Linked DNA regions of Zea mays: region 1 is linked to region 2. Evidence: chromatin contacts called from public Hi-C data. All regions are on one chromosome and are shown on one strand. The core of a region is the stretch at or near the end of the contact, and the rest is flanking DNA. Distances in the headings are between cores, read along the strand shown.

Evidence for each region. Hi-C and Micro-C count contacts between places; a contact is called where the count stands out from the background.
Region 1: a Hi-C map of ear shows a contact between it and region 2, with 2.9 times the contacts expected there. The contact joins the promoter of LOC100382937 here to the enhancer-like site in region 2. A contact is called at or near these places in 3 of 25 Hi-C or Micro-C datasets (bundle sheath, ear and tassel).

What each region holds. Positions count from the first base shown.
Region 1 is chr2:136,132,179-136,134,878 of Zm-B73-REFERENCE-NAM-5.0, forward strand. It overlaps LOC100382937, which reads left to right and starts at 1,326. Exons shown (of 9, transcript NM_001175623.2): 1 at 1,326-2,186. The coding sequence starts at 1,434.
Region 2 is chr2:135,930,134-135,932,833 of Zm-B73-REFERENCE-NAM-5.0, forward strand. No RefSeq gene overlaps it. Among protein-coding and RNA genes, the nearest start is that of LOC103646990, 21 kb to the left of the region's middle. Within about 2 kb of position 1,363, at least 13 of the 20 cell types and tissues checked have an H3K27ac peak or open chromatin away from gene starts, as enhancers often do. A contact at or near this core is called in bundle sheath and ear, where this site is marked.

The DNA of each region.
Region 1 (2,700 bases), core at 76-2,575, 200 kb after region 2:
CATGGCATGTCTGTGTGGGTAATATTTGAGACGAAGATCATCCTGAGAAAAAGTAATGGAGATGTGGGACCATCTGGCCCTGATTAAGGGTCCTTGGACACCAACATGTTGTACCCTTCTTTGGCTTCTTTCTTCTGCTTTTTATTACTGGGTTCGAAGCTTGAGCCCCCGATAATGGGGAGAGTAAGCTTCTCCATGGAAGTTGACAAAGCTTGATGGTTTGTCATGCTCTTCATCGTGATGAAGGTTGTCATGGTTGTGAGATATATGAAGGTGGACGCCAATGTTGGTCATTTGTTTTCGATTGCTATATGGAATAAAAAACAAGGCAACACAATGTTAAAAGGTAGAAGCCTTCGTCCTTGAAATGTTGTCTCTCCAGGATAACTCTTCGAGGACGAAGGTTGAATGTAATCAAATAGAATGCGAAGAGTATGACAAAGTGAGATATGAGAACTCGTCTCATATGCCTTAGCATCTTATTTCTCTTCTCATACAAAACAAGCTTACAATCATACCTTCGGCTTCTTGATGCAAGATAGCGCGAAGGTGTTTCAGAGGCTGAGTTATGCGAAGCTGTAGCACCTAGCTAAAGGTACTTTATGCGAGGTACTGTTCATTTATTTATAGGGGAGATGAACTGACCTAGTATGGATTTACAATAATATCCATCCAATTTTACATAAGTCATTTACAAACAACTTAGGGGCAACAACGTACTTTTCTTCGTCCTTGACTCCACGAGTCCCAGCCTTCGTCATTCAGTTGCTTCTTTCTTTCAGTATTTGGCTGAAGCTGCTGTCTTCGGCCACTGTCTTTACCGCTTGCATATAGATGAAGTGTTTTTGTATGTCGCTCTCTGTCGAAGCTTGGCTTCGTACTCCTATAAGAACATTTCTGAAGTGCACTCGTTAATCTTCGAGTTTCAAGTGATCGTCATGTGCGAAGCTACTCTGCACGTCTTCCTGGCCGAAGGTTGGCTTCGTCCATTAGTAGAGATATTCCTAAAACACACTAGCTTGTGTCGAAGTAAAATGGTTAGGCAAGTGATCTTCGGCATAGAAGGCCCCAACAGTATCATACGCATATGTTTTAACTATTTAATTGTTGTGATGTTGTGTCGATAAGAATGGACTCAAACATTTTTTTACCATAACCTAAGATATTGTGTCAAAAAAGTATCTTACTTAAGATACAATTAATTCTCACTCCTATTAAATACCTTGTCACACCAACAAAGATTTCTATATATTATATTATTAATGAATACTACTTTCGTTCTCGAATATCTTATTAAATACCTTGCTACATCAGCAAGTTTATTTTAAAAATAAAACGCCACAAATAAAAAAATAAAACACGATAAATAAATAAAAATAAAGCACAACAAATAAAAAAGAACGTCAATTGAAAATAGCCTAGGTGCATAGACCATGACATTGATGGTAGGCCTGGGCCCACCACTGCTGGCGGTTTCGAATCCAGTGAGCGGCTTTACTTTTCCGTTGCGTGTATCCTCTCGGCTCTCGCCTCGCCGAGTCGCCGTCGAGTCCGCCATTCCATTCACCCCGGTTCCCCTCCCGTGCAACCGCGAGCAGAAGCCACCATTTCAAAACGAGGACGAGCCCGCTGCTGGTGCTGTCCCTTCCCGCGCGCCGCCGGCGCCTGGCCACCTGCTCCGCGTCGGATCTAGAGCGAGCGAGCGTCACCCGCGGCTCTCGTCGCCGTCAGCGTCACCCACCCGTCGTCTTCTTGCCTCCGAAGTCAAATCTTCCACCCCATATCACCACAGAGAATTCCAACCCATCCACTTCCGCGGCCTGCTGCCGTCCGCTTTATTTAAACCGTCCGCCACGGCGACCCCGACGACTCCCCCCGCGGCCTCTCCCGCCAGCTCCCCCTCACCCCCGACCATCCACGCCTCCAAGCGCCGCCGCCGCGAGACCGAAGCCACGGGGAACACGCCGCTGAGGGGTGGCAGGGGCCCCGCCCCTCGCCGCCGCTCGTCGACTCCGCCTCCTCTTTCTCTGCCGGCGGCGGAGTTTGACCCGCTCGACCCGGACGCTGACCCGCCCCCCAAGCTGCTCACGGCCGACGAGGTGAGGCTCTGCAAGCAGGCGCTGAAGGCGCTCGACAAGAAGGTCGGGAAGCCCGCCACGCTTACCAAGGAGTTTCGTAGCCTCCCGGTATATCTATATCTCCCCTCTTCCGCCCGCCTCTTGTCACTGAGGGAATTGTGCGCCAAAATTAGGATTTCCTAGCTACTGTATGTACATCATTTCTTCAGTTCTACTTTAAAAAGGGGACATGAGTAAACCTTAATTAACTGCATTACCATGAGCTGAGGATCCCAGCAGAATTGGTGTGCCAAAAGAACCCAGAGGGCGAATTTTGTTTATTTCCATGAGCCTGCTGTGAGAGAGGACATATCTAGTGCACATAGAAGATGGGTGCACATGGTGCACATATTAAATCATCACCACTCATTTTAGATCTAACGTCTCTGGTTGATCATTCAATTTACAAATAACACCTTCCACCACTACACACCACCACTTTGGAGGGTGTTTTTAGCAAAATATACCAAACAACCAGAGACATTAGATCTAAAATGAGTGGTGATGATTTAATATGTGCACCAATCTTTCATGTGCATTAGATATGTTCTCGCTGTGAGATCTCCCACCTCCAACAGCGTGA
Region 2 (2,700 bases), core at 113-2,612:
AGCATTAAGCTGGTCTACCAATTGGGAGAACTCCTCGACATAAGATGAGACAGCCCCTGTTTGCCTAATATGGAACAATTGTCTAAGCAACCATTGATGTTGATTCTTAGCAAACCTATCCTGGATCAGAGTGCAAAATTCTATCCAAGAAATGAGATGCAATCTAGGTTCTATGGACTGCAACTAACGTGCAGTCGGTCCAACAAACTGCATTGTAGCAACCTGCACCCACATGCTAAGCTCTACTCCGTACATATGGAAATAAGATTCACAGCGTGATTGCCACAACTTGGGGTTTTCTCCGTCAAACAATGGAAAATTCATTTTAGGAAGGCTGCCCAACGATGATGAAGAAGAACCATGAACGTAACCCCCCGAAGAATCATGTGTTCTGTGGTGATATGGAAACTCAGGAGGAACATATGCATCATGATACAAGGAAAAAACATGGCGAGGAATTGGGCCTTTGTCATTCATACCATTAGTCGGGAGTTGGTTTGGGGTGGCACCTCCCGGAACCCAAACTCCCGGTGCCGAGGAACCAAGCAGTGCCTATCAGAGCCTTCAGCGTAACATCCAGCAGCCGGGAAACGCTCCGACGCCGATCCATCTTGGACAGGTCCCGCCGTGCGAAGCTCAGAAGCACCATGGTCCAATACAAGGGCGACTCTGGCAAGCTCCACACGAACTGCTTCGACCGACGTCTTGATCGTGTCGACAGATCCTTCGATTCGGGGCTGCCATGATTCGAACACCTTGGTGACGTTCTCCAATACGGCCACCCGAGTCGTCGTGTTCGCAATAAAGTTGTCGAGACGATCGCGCAGGTCTGCTTGCCACTGCCTGATCTGGATTTCCCCTTCAACCATTTTCTCATGCAATTTGGCGACGTTGTCCGCGTTGGCGCTGACTGCTTTTTCTAAGCCGCTCCACCTCTGATCTTGAGACTCCAGGCGATCGCAGAGCTGTTCCAGGATCTTGGACTGGTTGGCCATCGTCTTCGATTGAATCTCAATCGACTTGGACTGCGCCGCGATTGCCGCCGCGATGCTAGGATCCGATGCGCCTGCCATCCATGCACTTCTCGTAAAGTGCAGAGAAGCCGCCAGGACCGGAAGATGAGTCTGATACCACTTGTCAGCAACCACTGTTGGTTCACCTACGATGAGCCGGAGAAGCCATCGCCGCTGTGGCCGCTGCTATAAATTTCGATTGCTGAACTAAAACCGTTTGTTTTATTACAAGTCTCTTCTATTTATTACAGTCAGCCTCCAACTAGCAATGAGGTACTTGGGCCTTGGCGCTTAACGAATCCACTCTGCTCCCGCGATCCTGGAACTGGGCCTTCGGCTGCGCCGGCCCGTCCTTCGTTCTGGCTCAGCCGTCGTGGCTTGTTCCGCCCTTGCCTTCTCCTGTGTGCCCGGGTTGCTGACAGCCACGTGCGGTTGCCAGGTCGAAACTATTCCACTGAAGAAAAAATATCATGAAATCTATCTCCGGTGATGTGCTCCATGGAGAGAAAAGAAGAACGATTATATTGGGCTACCGAGTAGTATTCAAAACCGAGCGAGGCCGTCTCCGGGCATCTCGGATGAACATAAATCAGGCCCAACTACTTTGGGAGCATGTGGCTGTCGTGGTCGTTAATCAATGAACAAACTGTGTGCGAGAGAGAATGCATGGAAGCATATTATAATAAAATCTCGTTGACAAAGTCAAAAGCCAAGCAAAACAAACCAAATGGCGAGGCCCGGCATGTTGGATTTTAAATAAAGAAAGAAAGTGCGATGACTTGGCTTAATTTGTAGGCGGTAGGAATTTAATCTTCCAAATGTATCGGGCAGACGGACACGGTCGTCTATTCCATTCCATGCATGCATACACATGCATACTCGGTTTTACCGAACACAGCTAGCTAGTAGCTAGCTAGTTAGTTGTTCCTCGAAGGCTTATCTTAGTTCTAATGTTTCTTTCAAAGGGCATAAAAGTCTCTATCATGCACTGCCAAATGTCGCAACTTAACCTTCTCATACGGAAGAACGCGTCTTCCTGCGTGACGCGTGTGTATTGATATCAAACTTTATACTTGGAAATTTTCGTTCACGCGTAAAGAGATGTTGCATTTATCAGAACTTCTTCGCACGTACTGACGTAAAGATCAATGGTGAATATAGCAAAAAAAAAAATATTGGGGACTTGGCTCATTGGGACAACGTGATTTAAATTTTCTTGAGGTTAGATAATTTACAAAAGGGAGATTCAAAGTTTTGACGGAGACGACCGCCCTCCCCTGCATACAATAGCTAGGGGTTGTTGGTTACAGTAAATGGAATGGGCTAGAGCCCCAACGCTAAAAAAAACTAGTTTTATTTTAAGAATGCCACTTCACAATACACCGCGCAAAAGAAATTACACTCCTATTGCGGCACGCGGGGGCACGAAGCGTGGTGACCTCCAACGATGGCGCGATGGGGTGTGGCACGAATGAGTATGTGTATTTTGCACATGTCCACCCTTTTTATGATCTAGTTTCATTATTTCTGTTTGGCTGTTTAGACTACCTCACTATAGTAAAACATAGAATCTCCGACGATCAAAGCCGTCGGACATAACCTCAAAACCGTCGGAAATAGACCCTGTTTTATGTCTGTCGTTTTACTGTAGTGTCCGTGGCATTGTCCACCCCTCTTTTGCACTGTT